2 separate regions of the Drosophila melanogaster genome follow, and region 1 is linked to region 2. A link is a contact called in public Hi-C data. All regions are on one chromosome and are shown on one strand. The core of a region is the stretch at or near the end of the contact, and the rest is flanking DNA. Distances in the headings are between cores, read along the strand shown. Region 1 overlaps lncRNA:CR31386 (long non-coding RNA:CR31386). Region 2 holds the start of Cyp12e1 (Cytochrome P450 12e1).

Region 1 (3,682 bases), core at 745-3,244, 830 kb before region 2:
GAAATGTTTAGTTTCTAATATCATATTCACTTAATTTAAAAATCTATTTTCAACAATGTGTAGTTACCAAGAATTTTTACTTTCTTATTTCACTTCATCAGTATAAGTTTTAGAGGTTTGTTAAATGTTGTTCTTAGGCAGCTTCATTGCGTTTTGCTACAGTATTAAATCTTGTTTGGATGACCTTATGTATCACCCTAGCGATTTCGATTTGCACCCTTCTCGCTCCAGTCGTCGTATCGAAGTAACTGCCTACTTCCTCGATGTCCTCGAATGCCTCCAGCTGGGCTGGCCCCTCGTCCTTCGCTTCATATCCTGTCAGGAGCTGACTTTTTCCTGTTGCCGCTGCTTCCTTCCTTCCTTTCTTCTGGCTCTTATCTTCGTTTAACTTTCTACCATGTTATGGCCCGTTATCTGTCTGCCCGTGTACGTGTCCTTCGTGTCGGTGTGTGTTCGGTTTCTATGTGTGTGTGTGTGTGTGTGTGTGCCTCCTCGTCTCTGTTTGCATTTTTGAGCAAATCAAGTGAAATTACATTTTTCTATGCGATGCTCTTAATGTTATTTGCATACGTATCCTGCAGGCTACAATATTTACAAATGAATGCAGTCCGGTGCCGTTCGCTTGGTCCTTGGTCCTCGGTCCTTGGGGGCTTGGTCCTTTGGAGAATCAGACAAGCGGCTGTTGAACCAACCACCTTAACTGCCCAACTTCCCAGCAGACCAACCGCCCAGCCGAACTAACTACGTTTGCGAAAATTCTTTCATATCCTTTTCAACCATCGTTACGTGCCCTCAAAGTGCCATTTTGTCACTGGGTCCTTTTTCTGCTACTTCCACTTCTTCTCGCACTCATTCCGCCAGCTGTCATTTGCATTTGCCTTTCCTCCTTCCCACTAACTGGCATTAATATTTGTTTTCGTTTGATAATTTTCTTTTGCTGCCTTTTATACTTTTAAGTGCACGTCCTGCCATTTCCAGGACCCTTTCTCCCCATCTCAGCTATTTTTCCAACTAGTTTCTATCTGCGTCTCTGTCGCTCGCCTCCTTGCCTTGGCCTCATCTTATTGGACTGCATAGTAAGTGGCAGCAGCCAAGTGAAAAAAGGACGACAAGGACGATGAAGAAGAGGAATGCCGGCGAAAAAAAAACCAAGCCACATTTAAATGTGCTCCGCCCCTTTTCTATTTTAAAAATGCAAAGCATTTGCTTGGCTTTGCTTTGCTTTGGCCTGCCTCCTGCTTCTGCTCCTGCTTCTTGCCCAGGACCTTCTCTCTTCTTCTTCGCGGTTTCGTCCTGCTGCTGGCTCTTTCTTTTAATTTATTTTATATCGCTGCCTCCTTTTTCTGCGCGACGACGAATGCGAAGCCAAAACCGAACGCTTTTGCAAAAAAGATGGAAACGAAGGACTTGGCTTGAGGTCGCCTTGACTCGCCTTCACCAATAAGATTTTCGCTAGGTAACATTTGAAAAAAGGATATCGTGAAATGGTCGGGCTATATAACAGGAGGAGGGAGGTCAACGGGTACTTTTAATTAATTGTTGCTAAGCAATTTTATGAAATTCAATCAGAGTTTTGACTGGGAGTACCTCCCCAAAAGTAAGATATTATAAAATCGGTTTCTTCACAATAAAGTAATAAAGTAAAAAAAATGACAAAAATTAAGCAAATAAAATGAATATATAAAATATTGATACAAACTTTGTAAACTTAACTAGTTTTATTCATAATTCTTATTTATAATTTCATTTGGTTAAGGCTTATTCATAAATTATTTGTGTTAAAAATTAAATCTGATTAATTCAATAATAATTAATAATTATTTTAAAATATATTGCTGTACCAAAAAATTAATGTTCAAAGTATAATAATAAATACCTACAGTTTGAAAAAATAAGGTATCATTTTATCCATTTCGCGAAGAGAATACTGCTCTCTCACTCCTGGATAACTTAATTATCCGCAGAACCACCACCTGGTGGTTGAAAGCTGAACCCTCAAACCATTTCTCCGAACTTGTTCAGGAAGCCAAACAACAGAGGGCGCTACTATTAAAACGGAGCGAAATTGAAAAATCCTGAGCGAACACAAAAAACTGAAAGAGTTTGAAGGAAACTGAGCGAATTTTGTATACCTAAAATATAATTAAAATTGGTGTCCTTCTGTACATTTTAAAAGGTATATAATATTTAAAATAGCTTAAAGATAAAAATAATTAATTATATATACAAACAATCTAATCATGGTTCGTGTGATTTACAATTCCAAAGTGTATGTAATAAAAACAAACAGGTGCTCAACCAAAATACATTATTTTTCGAAAACATCCGTGTCGAACATTTTACACACCCCAACAAGGTAAAGATACCTCCGCCAAGTTGTCCGTTAAAAACCACCCTTAGATGCCCATCAATCCTTTGACCCGTCCAAGTTCTGCCACTGACCAGTTTGAAGCGAAGAAAATCCTGAGAAAATCTGAGAAATCTGCGCAGCATCTTCGGAGGTTTTTACCCTTTTTTTTGGGAAGCTGAACTTGCAGTTCTTGGGCCAAAGGTTACTGACCATCAGGACCAGTTCAGGTCCCAACCAGTTGCAAGATGCAGAGCGGCCAACAGATACAATGAGTGCGGAGCCTGGGAAACTTCCCGGATGAGGAGCGGGATATGCTGGTCCAGAGTCTCGACAGGAACAACTCGTAGACCAATTAAATGGAATGCCAACAAAGAATGTCGTTTTTTTTCTCGTTTCACTCGTTTTACTTTTGCGCTATAAATAAATGCATGCATTGCCTCCTCACTAGCTCCATTCAATTGCTTTCTATCTCTTTTGTCCTTTTCGATGCCGTCTCTCTAGCTGCGGAAAGTTTTTGGGCAGAAAATATTCTAATGAGCTACAAAGTTCCACCTCCTGAATGAATCTGTGGGGGAGCAGCGACATGGCTGAGCTTCCTGCCAGGACGGAGACAGCTTCCGCTGGAGAATCAAATGGAACTTCAAGTGAATTTGCCATGCAGGCTGAAAAAAAAACAATTTTTTGAAAATTACAAATGTTTATTTAAAGTAACAGAGGCTTTAATTAATTATACATAAAATACCAGAATTTAGTTCGATAGTTCGACATTGACAAAAACCGTTAATAACTACTATTCAACACACACTTTTTGGTTTTATATTATATAGCTTTGTAAATGTGTATTGAAAGATACCTTTGCTATGTAATCGAAATAACCCTTATCGGTAGAAACCAACGACAAGTTGGTCGCAATAAGCTATTAATATTAAAGCAAGTTGCACCACTCAGCAGCTCACGTGTCTTCGCTCGAGGACCTCTTTCCTTTGCCTTTGCCATTACAGGACACCCGGCGATGCGACTAGGACTACGCGACTAATTAGTTTTGGGGCTCCGCTCCGGATAGCTCCATCCCATCGCAGACCCATTCAAAGTTTGTTATGCAAAATACGGCGCGTATCTGGGCAAGCAAATGAAGCTCATTCAGCCACGCTTTGGATATCCTGCAAGGATGTGGCCAAGGCAGCGCCAGAAATGATGGCCAATTGCCAGCCAGGAATATTTGATAAGTTGCAGCAACAGCAGTTCGAGCAGCAGGTCCAGTGCATAAAGTATCATATTTAATATTTATGGCTGTCCCGCCGCGCGACCTCCTCGTCCTGTTCGTCCTTCCGC
Region 2 (3,408 bases), core at 290-2,789:
CGTTCCGGCCACAACTCTATATCCACTGAGCACCACATCGTGGGGCATTCGGCGAAGGGTTCCCGGGCCAATGGGATACATGCGAATGCCCTCCTTGATGCAGGCCCTTAGATAGGGCAGATTTCTCATATTTTCTATGGTCAGCGATGAGTCCTTGTTGGGTAATATTCCCCTGATCTCCTCCAGAAGTCGAGCCTGCTTGTCAGGACTCTTGGACAGGCTGAATAAGATTCCTCCTAGGGTTACAAGAGTCTGCCAATGAAATAGAATGAACTTTAATAATTTTGAAGTGATTCAATTGTAAACTTACAGGATCCGCTCCTGCAAATAGCAAATCCATGGCTATAATCACTGCTGTTTGGCGATCGAAGCGGGCCAGCTTCTCCAGCAGGCTAGTTTCCAAACCAATCTCATTCAGTGTTCCAGCCTTGGCGTCCTCCTCGATCCGTTTTAAAGCGTTCCCAATGTGGAAATAGCAAAAGTCCGTAATTGTATCCAATGAACGCATGAGCTTCTTGAAATTAGGCATTGGCAAATATTTCCAAAATGCGGGCATAATGTCCAGCTGAAAGCCCAGCTCAACTACATCTTGCAGAGCCAAGACGAGCTTTTGAATATCCTTGTTATTCCGCTGTTCTCCCAATAAGCCAAGATGTGTGTTCAGGGCAACAGAGCAAATCGATTCGATCACCAAATGCCGAATGTCCACGGCAAAGTCATCTGGCATCTCTTGCGTAACAGGATCTCGAATAATGCGAATGCTTAAATTTAATTAAAGAAGTTCTTTTAGATTTTAGTGAAAATTCTAACATTGCTTACCGCTCCAGAAACTCATCGCTTACTTGTACCAAATTCGTCATATAAAGCTTGGCGTTACGTGGTTGCAACAAAATGGGATTGACAGCAGTGCGCATTTTGCCCCAAGCAGGTCCATTTCTAAAAGTTTATAAATGTCATATTACTCCTCAAATCTAGTTTACTTACCCCGAAGTCAACCCATCATAGCCATCGAATACTTCCCGCCGGTGAACCCTTTTAAAGTAGTCCATTACCTCAAAACTCCTTCTATAAGGATACTGACCCTCGTTTCGAAAGATTACTTCGTAGTCCTGAGGATTCATCGTTAGCACCAAATCGGTTCCTGCCACACTGGGCATCCGAAAGATACTTCCATATTGTCGGTTCATATCGAGAAACATTTCGTGGACCGGCAAATTCTTATAGAGACCTTAAGAGAGGATTTCAACAAAAGATCAACAATTCTCGAATGAGAGAATACTGGAAAGCTTTTCCTTCACTTACCGCCCGGCAGAAAAGCTCTGATCAATTGCAATTTACTGGGTCCCGGAATATCAGCATAAGGTTTGGCCTCTTCCAAGTTCACTGCTGTGGCCTATTGATTTATGCTACATACACATATAAATATATATTTAAAATATATTTTCCTTACCTTTTGGGCCAGACCCCTGCATAGCTGGTAGATCTGCCTAGAGATCTGTTTATTTGCGTTCCACTGCGTTGACAACATTTTGCAGACTAAAAAGATTCTTTCAACTTTCGATTAGTAAACTTTTTGAATTAATTCACATTTAGTGAGCTTTGCAAAGCTTTCCAGTTCGCTCTTTTTCTCAGCGGGTGAATATTTGATTAATTTTGTTTATGTTTTTTTCAGCAATTTGTTTTGGTCTCGATTTCGTTGGAAAGATTGCAAAACTTGGAAATAAGCTTTTGTGATGTCATAATTGGAATGCCTATCTTAATTCTATATTTTGTCTTTCGTCTGTTATTTCTGTGTACTCATTCTACAAATAAATCCAATGTTTAGCATAAGTGTATGATACATTCAAACTCTAATAGTCGCCACATAGCGTTCACTATCTGTTAAGGTATCTAAATTCATGTTAAGCTTATAATTTCCCTAGCTAACTTACACATAACGCATACGCAACGTTGACCCTGTTAGATCTTTAAAAACCTTAGCAGAGCCGCCGGAAATTTAAGCCTGTCACCAACACACACCCACACAGGGACAACGATACCCAGACAAAGGCAATATCAGCGGTGACAGAAAATCTATATAGACGGGCCAGACTGACGGCTATAATAAAATCGATTTTTTATGTTTTTGGCAACTGACAAGGACGCGTCGCAGCGAGTGTAAGCGTCTCGACAAGCGGGCCCATAAATATATCCTGTGTAAGGACATACACACCCACCGACTGAAACCCAGTCACACACACAGGGACACTCGAGCACGCACACACACGCTCGCTCACACTCACACTCACACAGAGACAGCTGATGATGGGCATACAAAAGTTGACCTCGACTTTGAGCTGTCAAAGCCAGCTAACTAAACTGACCTAAACCAACAAAAATCGACTTTTGCAGCCTAAACACAAAGCCTGAGGATGACGTGGCCGGAAAAAAGGGGGCGTGGCAGTCAGAGGGCGACGGAGGGGTGTTAAAATACAAAATATCAGCATGACGCAATGATTTCCGGGACGGGAGTGAAAATGAAACCTGTTGGAGCGGCGAGCTGTTGGCAATATAAACAAATTCAATTTGACAGCTGACAGCGACGGCGGTTCACACAAACACATCGAAAAGGCGAGAGCGCACCACACACACACACACACACATAGTCGTAGGGAAAAGAGAAAGCAGCACACACATACAGAGTAACAAACAAAAGCCGCAAGTAATAAACTTTTACGATCTGTTTTACGGCCACGCGGCACGTGCAACTAGGCCCAGGATATTTGGAGTAAGCGGGGTCGGCGGGTGGGTTGCAACATAAATTTAATGAAGCTAAAAGCGGGGCGCAACAACAATGCAGACATCTCACCCACACGAAAACACACATACACCCACATTTACAAAAGGAAAGAGAGGAAAGAACGATTCACATGTTGAAGCGGAGTTTCAACGGAGGCTGGGCAATAATAATAAAATAAAAGTAAATTGTTCAAGGCCAGCCATATTTTATGTTATTATTTTACAAATAGCAGAGCATAGGGCAAAAGGGTAGGACCTTGCACAGAATAAAGAAAAAGGATAATAGGAAGAGAATAGAACGCAGAAAGAGTTGCTAAAACAATACAGTTTTTTGGGTGCCATAAATACATTTATGAAAACAATTACATAATATTAAAAAGAATATCAGAAATGGCAAAAAACTAAGCAACTTTATATCGAATTATATGTGATCGTTATTTTCCCCTCAGTGCAGAGATTTTGATTTTTCTTTGCAGCGAAAACTGAACAAATTTCGCCGCATGAGCTTGGAAAAAAAAGAAGGGGGATGCTAGCCAGATCCTGGGACCTCCCCCACTCGCCCCCAATATTAGTGTTGTTGTGTCTGCGACACAAAAACGTCAGAAGCACTCACCGAGAGCACTCGCCGCT

The links. A called contact is a pair of places that touch in the nucleus more often than the background predicts.
Region 1: a contact with region 2 is called in a Hi-C map of the Kc167 cell line, with 2.1 times the contacts expected there. A contact is called at or near these places in 7 of 107 Hi-C or Micro-C datasets (the Kc167 cell line, embryo, eye imaginal disc and 1 more).

What each region holds. Positions count from the first base shown.
Region 1 is chr3R:11,267,538-11,271,219 of dm6, reverse strand. lncRNA:CR31386 (long non-coding RNA:CR31386) reads left to right here. Exons shown (of 5, transcript NR_048373.1): 5 at 1-1,805. Among named protein-coding and RNA genes, the nearest start is that of lncRNA:cherub, 13 kb to the right of the region's middle.
Region 2 is chr3R:10,432,920-10,436,327 of dm6, reverse strand. It overlaps Cyp12e1 (Cytochrome P450 12e1), which reads right to left and starts at 1,539. Exons shown (of 6, transcript NM_141746.4): 1 at 1,451-1,539; 2 at 1,303-1,393; 3 at 985-1,228; 4 at 820-936; 5 at 311-761; 6 at 1-252. The coding sequence starts at 1,528.